2 separate regions of the Arabidopsis thaliana genome follow, and region 1 is linked to region 2. The links are chromatin contacts, called in public capture Hi-C maps. All regions are on one chromosome and are shown on one strand. The core of a region is the stretch at or near the end of the contact, and the rest is flanking DNA. Distances in the headings are between cores, read along the strand shown. Region 1 holds the start of PCFS4 (PCF11P-similar protein 4). Region 2 holds the start of AT4G03420 (hypothetical protein (DUF789)).

Region 1 (3,937 bases), core at 373-2,872, 960 kb after region 2:
TTTGGTTCGGGTTTCGCCCTAGTACTAACTAGAGAAGAAAGAGATTTTCGAAGAAAAAATATGGAACATGTGAAAAGTTTAGAAGGTATGACACATATTGCTTAAACAAAATCATAAGAGGATGGAAAGAGACACTGTAAGAAAAAATGAAACAAATAAAACGAGTGCTTGCAAAAAGATAGGGAGAGTGATAGCTCTTTGTAAAAAAATTGTGAAGACAGAAATTCATATACATATTGAAAAGAATGTGAGAAAATATGAGTTGTTAAAGTAAAGTATAGATAAGCTTATGAATATACTTCTATATAATATCTTATTTTTAGACGAGCTATACTAACTAATGCAGCGAAGATAAACAAAAAAGAATAGTAAATTTACGGATTTCAAAATGAGAAAGTCGTCGAAGTTATTTTCCATAAAACAATTTATTTCATACATAAAAAGACGTCGTGATCCTAAATATCTAAAGCTAAAGAGAGAGTCATGAGCCAAAAAAATGTTCTTTTGATAAATGTTGTAAACCTAAAAGTTGTATTAAAGTTATTTTTAGTTTTGTATTTAAATTGTAACTATTGTCATGGTAATTTTAAAATTCAAAGAGTTTATAATATTAACAACAAGTAGACATATAAAAACATATCTTTTAAAAAATTTCTATAATAATTTTATTCACACAAAAAAATATTAAAAAGTTTTACAAATAGACCCATGCGTAGCGTGGATTCATAACCTAGGATTTAGAACGACTAATCGGGAGTTGCCACATAAATAATTAACATATTTAGTATCTAATTAATTAACATTTTTGAAAACAACCAATCGGGAGCTGCCACATCAATAATTAACATATTTAGCATCTAATTAATTAACATTTTTGAAAATAGCAATTACTTTATATTTTAAAATGTAAAAACAAAGGAACTAACAAATATTAAATTTAAACTTATAAAATAGGAAGCTATATAATTATAATTATGTAATAATAAACTCAAACCCTTATAGGATTTTATACAACTAATCCAACATTTTTTTAATATAACTTAAAGAAACGTAACAAGGACGTGGTTTGATGGTGGTGTTTTTAACTGTATCAATTTGAATCAAGTTCTCGAAGATATGCTCGTGGCAACTACCATGAGAATTCCACTTTTTCGGTCATGTGACAACCACACAAATTTCCGAGTTTCACGAGTTCAAAATCGGTGTTTCAACTCGTAACTTAGCCTTGAACGCATAAAAGCGAACTGAATGAATTAGAGTTGTAATGTTGTATTTATTTTTGTAGATTGTTTTAATCCGCTTCTTGCTAATCTCTGTATTTCTGTCAAAAATCAAAAATAATATAAAATCTAATTGTCTACCAAAAAAAAAATCATTCATAGTCCATGAGTAGAATCAAAACAAGATAGATTCAAACTTTATCAAGATAGATAAATAAGCTAAGAAATGAAATAGTTCCTCAAAACTAAATTTAGTGTCACCAAGAGGCAAGATCAAACTTTTCAAATAAGGGAAAGAAGAGAATTGCAACGTGATTAATTGATGAGGTCATAGTAAAAGTCAAAAATCTGTGTGACTCAAAACGGGTAAAAACAATAATTGGGATGTAGTTGATAACTCTAAAAAAAAAGGGACAAAAATGAGATTTGCATAAAGTAGAGATACAAAATTGAGAAGAAAAAAAAATCCTCTTCACTAAAAAAAAAAAAACTTCCGTTATCGATCTCTATCTCTCTCTTCCCCCACAAGGGTGGCGATTCGAGGAGTTTCCATGGTGGAACAGAAACCCTAGAGCCTTTATGCTGCCACTAATTATCACTCTTCACTATTGAATTGGGGATGGACTCAGAGAAAATCCTCAATCCAAGACTTGTTTCGATTAATAGCACCAGCCGCAAAGGTATGTCCGTTGAGTTGCCGCAGAAACCGCCGCCACCGCCGTCGTTGTTAGACCGGTTTAAAGCTTTGCTTAATCAGCGTGAAGATGAGTTCGGTGGTGGTGAAGAGGTTTTGCCTCCGAGTATGGATGAGATTGTTCAGCTTTATGAGGTTGTTTTGGGTGAGCTTACTTTCAATTCTAAGCCTATTATCACTGATCTCACTATTATCGCTGGTGAACAACGGGAACATGGTGAAGGAATCGCTAATGCTATTTGCACTCGAATCCTTGAGGTTTGCTTTCTTCTTATTTGTTTCCACTTTCTAGCCTTATTGTATAGTATGTAAGTGTAGAAGTGGGAAAAAAATTAGGTTTTTGATTGTCAGAGATTAGTGTTTGGTTTGTGGTTTAGTGAAATGGCTGCTTCTGAGTTACCTGTGGGTGTATATATGCAGGCTCCTGTTGAGCAAAAGTTGCCATCTCTGTATCTTTTAGACAGCATTGTTAAGAACATTGGGCGGGATTATGGTCGCTATTTCTCATCCCGTCTACCCGAGGTGAGCAGTCTACAAGAAGATGTTTACTTAAATGATTTGAATAGGGCTGAAGCATACCCATGAGCTGTTTTGATCCTATTCTGCTTTAGGTCTTCTGCCTTGCATATAGGCAAGCACATCCGAGTTTACATCCGTCAATGCGTCACCTGTTTGGGACTTGGTCGAGTGTTTTTCCACCACCTGTACTACGCAAGATTGATATGCAATTGCAACTTTCATCTGCAGCAAACCAATCTTCCGTAGGGGCTTCTGAGCCTAGTCAACCAACGAGAGGTATACATGTTAATCCAAAATATCTTCGCAGGCTGGAGCCCTCAGCCGCCGAAAATGTAAGCCTTTCTCTTTGTCATTATGAACAGAGATGACATTCTTTTTTTAGGTGCATCTGCAACCTTGAAGCTATGGTGTGTTAATTTTATATAAGTGTACTAAGTAAAACGGGTATTAGATTAGTTTGGCCTCATAGTGGTCTTATCCATTGTATTTCTTTAAAGTTTTGTTAGTTAGACGAGATAGATGTTTACATTCTTCAAGTAATCAATCTTGACTGGAAGGGAGTTGTTGTTATGGCCTCTCTCAGTTATACATGATGAGTAGGTCACTGGGACTCTGGTACATTAGAAATGATCTTGTTAGCACATGTAGAGGGTTTTTTTTTGGTTATAGTACAGTAGATCACTGTTTATGCATCATGTGTCGTTTGGAACTGTTTTTATATGTTTTTTTTCAAAGAGTGACTATACCTGAGATGCATATTTCCTTAATTGCTCTTGCTTGACATGCAGAATTTGAGAGGAATTAATTCCAGTGCAAGAGTTTATGGCCAAAATTCACTCGGTGGGTATAATGATTTCGAAGATCAGTTAGAGAGCCCATCTTCACTGTCTAGTACACCAGATGGTTTTACCAGGAGGTCTAATGATGGAGCTAATCCTTCTAATCAAGCTTTTAACTATGGAATGGGTCGAGCTACTAGCAGAGATGATGAACATATGGAATGGCGAAGAAAGGAAAACTTAGGCCAAGGAAATGATCACGAAAGACCTAGAGCGTTGATAGATGCATATGGAGTTGACACCAGCAAACACGTAACGATCAATAAACCAATTCGCGATATGAATGGCATGCACAGTAAGATGGTTACACCATGGCAGAACACTGAGGAAGAAGAGTTTGATTGGGAAGATATGAGCCCTACCCTAGATCGTAGCAGAGCTGGTGAATTTTTGCGATCATCTGTACCAGCATTAGGAAGTGTAAGGGCAAGACCCAGAGTAGGAAACACAAGTGATTTTCATTTAGATTCTGACATTAAGAATGGTGTAAGTCATCAGCTACGAGAAAATTGGAGTTTGTCACAAAATTATCCACATACATCCAACCGTGTTGATACAAGAGCAGGAAAAGACTTGAAAGTATTGGCTTCATCTGTAGGGTTAGTTTCATCAAACAGTGAATTCGGGGCTCCTCCATTTGATAGCATTCAAGATGTTAACTCACG
Region 2 (3,840 bases), core at 133-2,632:
TTCGGCACGTGTCACGAAAACTACCACATGGCGCAAAGGCCAAAACCACAAAATTCAGAAAAGTTGGTATGCTTCCACGTAATTGACATTTTTCACGTGATTTGCTTGTGACTACTGATGTTACAATTAGTAGACGTACCGTTCAATAACGTGATATTTATTAGAGATTATTGATTTGCATAATTAGTTACAAAATCACACGTCACAACCATTTTTCCCCAATATTACGTCCAAAACTGTTGATTCGTTTGATTTTTATTGTCCGTCCAATGACTATTTCGATTTATTATAACTTCTTGTGTTAGTAAATAGTAATTCAAGTCTATATATACTCTTATATCATAAATTAGGAAAAGTAAGTACTGTATACGATCATTGTATCTAATAAAATATGAAATATGCGAGCAATAACGGCCAAATAGAGCGTAACTTCAGTTTTTTTTGTGATACCTAGTTTTAAATACCCTAAACATCAAGTTACCTCAAATTGGCAAAACCTAATTTTGCTGAAATTGAAAGAAAAATAATATATTTTTATTTCTATATTTGACTTCATTTAAATATTATTTTCGAAATAAATATTTACCTACGATTGATTTTATCAACCAGTTGAACGAATAATCTTCTTTTTTGTATGTTAAGGTGCACTTATAATATATATTTCTATATATATCACATGAAAGAAAAATAAAATAATTTAAATAATAACAACTTTCAGAACTAAGTTTTTTTCATATTAATTATAAAAAATTTGTATAGTATACTATAGACTCAATAATAGTAAGTACTAAGCAGTAACCATCAATAACAATATTTTCTAGGACTAACATTTTATTTCTCTTCCTACGAACGTACCACATTGTATCATGATAGCCAATCAAAATACACAGTACTGAAACTAGTAATGATAATAAGTTAGGCAGCCTAATTATATACAACTTTTCAAATACGTCATATGAACAAATAACATTTTCCGTAATATGTACTGAAAATTTCCACGATAAAAAACAATAAAAATGCTCGATTAATGTTCTTATACACTGGCATTAACAATTCTCACAGCAAAACTACCACACTAATCACAATCTTATGCTCATGTAGTATTTTTAGACAACATTGTACATGTAGAAAGTTCTTTAACTCTTAAGTATTATCGACTAGTTTTTTTTCTAGAATGAATTTTTCTAATCGAATACTTTAAAAATAGAGTCGACGAAAGAGATTAAATATAACAAAACCAAACCACGTGAGGATCATAAGCTATGGACGAGGAAAATCGTCAAACTTTGAGATAAATTTTTGATTGATTAGGTGTTTGTTGTACTTTTTCTTATTAATATCCAGAATTCAGAACCTTCTCTTCCTCAAATCTGTCTTTATCCTTTTTAATTCAATTTTAATCTCAACTTTTCTATATTTTATCGTCTAAATTTAAAGAAAAGAAAAAACCCAAAAACAGAGGATTTTGATCAAGTAAAAGAAAGAATATTTTCTAGAGAAAGCAAATCGATTCTCTCACCTTTATATATATAACCTCTCCACCTCTGTTTCGTCTCTCAATATATATCCACTGGTCTTTCCTTTTTCCGGCAAAATTGTAACAGAACCAAAAATTACTCTGTTTTTTTTTATTTTCTTGACAAGTCTGCATTTTTCTCCTCTGTTTTGGAATTTTCTCGTTTCTGGTTTTCCGATCATAAAAAACAAACAAAACTACCGTAAAATAGGCTCTCTCCACAGAAAAAAAAGAAGACTTTTCTTTCATTCTTCTGCAAGTAACTGAGCAGATTTCGGTTTTTTCTTCTTCAAATTGATATTTTTAAAGTTATAAAAATTTCTTGTCCATAATTTCCGTTTTCCTTAAATTCAGCTGTCCTAACGTCAAATCTCAGACACTCGCTTGCGTGTCTCCCTCTCTTAAACTCTCTCTTTCTCTTTCTCTTTTGGTTTCTGGGTTATTTCAAAGAAAAGAATCAAGAAACCCCTCTTTCTCTCTTACAAGAATCCCATCATGGTGTTTGGAAAAGGGTCAAACCTTGACAGATTCCTTCATTGCACAACACCTGTAGTGCCACCCCAATCTCTATCCAAGGTTTTGAATCATTCTTTCTTTCTTCTTCTTCTTTCTTCTCTTAATGGTAATATTTAAATTGGTTGTGGATTCTGGCAGGCGGAGATTAGGAGTTTGAATAGGATTTGGCATCCATGGGAGAGACAAAAGGTTGAGTTTTTCAGATTGAGTGATCTATGGGATTGTTATGATGAATGGAGTGCTTATGGAGCTGGTGTTCCAATTCGTCTCTCTAATGGAGAATCTCTTGTTCAATATTATGTTCCCTATCTCTCTGCTATTCAGATTTTCACCTCTCGTTCTTCCTTGATCCGCTTAAGGTACCATTCATTGCTTTTTATATTGCCGCTTTGATACGTTTAGATTTTAAAGTTTGATCCTTTGATGAATCTATTGTGACTGACTCTTTTTTTTGGGTTGTTCTTGATTAGGGATGATTCTGAAGATGGGGAAAGCAGAGATTCGTTTAGTGATTCATATAGTGATGAGAGTGAAAGTGATAAACTTTCGAGATGTGCTTCTGATGAAGGACTTGAACATGACGCTCTCTTGCATCCTAATGATCGGTTGGGATATCTTTATCTGCAATACTTTGAGAGATCAGCTCCTTATGCTCGAGTTCCTCTCATGGATAAGGTAACTCAATGCAGCTTCATAAGATCAGCTTCTTTGATTACTAGGATTAGTCACTTGGTTGATTCCTAATTAGCAATAGGCGAAAAAGTATGTATGTATAGATTAGAATATATTATTATTCAAGACTTGAAATGAGACATATGATTTTGGTTGATTTCAGATCAATGAATTGGCTCAAAGGTACCCGGGACTAATGTCGTTGCGAAGCGTAGATCTTTCCCCGGCAAGTTGGATGGCGGTAGCGTGGTACCCTATTTACCATATTCCAATGGGAAGGACCATCAAAGATTTGTCCACTTGTTTCCTCACTTATCACACTCTTTCATCTTCTTTCCAAGGTACTAATCTTCTCAATCCTCTCGGATTCAAGTCCTTCGATGTGTTATATCCCGCGAATATGTAACCGTTATGGTCTTGATTTTCAGATATGGAGCCAGAAGAAAATGGCGGGGAAAAGGAGAGGATCCGGAAGGAAGGAGAAGGTGTAACTTTGCTTCCTTTTGGGTTAGCCACTTATAAGATGCAAGGCAATGTTTGGCTCTCGGAAGACGATCAAGGTCAAGATCAAGAGCGAGTTCTTTCGCTTCTAAGTGTTGCGGATTCTTGGCTAAAACAGCTAAGAGTCCAACACCATGACTTCAACTACTTCTCAAGAATGGCTCACCGTGGCTGAAACAAATCCGTTGCTATATACTGATGAGTTCAAATGTAGATTTTGTATCTCTTTTTGTTTTTCTTGTTGGTCTCAAGTGGCAAGGAGATTACTTTTTTCCCTGGTCGCAATATACCGTGTTTGTCCAGTGGTTGGAGTAGCAGTGGCAGCCGTGAAGAGGACTGAGCGTTTCCTTAACACACAAGTACAGCGGTTTCAACGTTTTGGGTGTAGAATAGCTTTAAAGTAGCATCAATGGGAGATGTCATATATTATAAGTGCTGATTTGTTGAAAAGAGTGGTTTCTTGTTTCTTGATAAACATTGATTGAGAGGGTCTTGTTCTTGTACCTCAGTAATACTTTAAAGGAGTAGCAAGTGTAACAATCTCATCATATTTGTAACTGTTTTTACCCAAATACATAAATCAAAGCTGATGATTTTTGTGTGTTTTATTGATCACTGGATCACTATAATGTGGT

The links. Capture Hi-C pulls out chosen DNA fragments and counts their contacts.
Region 1: a contact with region 2 is called in a capture Hi-C map of root, with 3 times the contacts expected there. The contact joins the promoter of PCFS4 here to the promoter of AT4G03420 in region 2.

Annotation. Positions count from the first base shown.
Region 1 is chr4:2,470,244-2,474,180 of TAIR10.1, forward strand. It overlaps PCFS4 (PCF11P-similar protein 4), which reads left to right and starts at 1,623. Exons shown (of 6, transcript NM_148232.3): 1 at 1,623-2,172; 2 at 2,335-2,436; 3 at 2,526-2,765; 4 at 3,222-3,937. The coding sequence starts at 1,840.
Region 2 is chr4:1,510,215-1,514,054 of TAIR10.1, forward strand. It overlaps AT4G03420 (hypothetical protein (DUF789)), which reads left to right and starts at 1,383. Exons shown (of 5, transcript NM_116580.4): 1 at 1,383-2,092; 2 at 2,171-2,391; 3 at 2,503-2,707; 4 at 2,868-3,045; 5 at 3,133-3,840. The coding sequence starts at 2,012. The coding sequence ends at 3,380.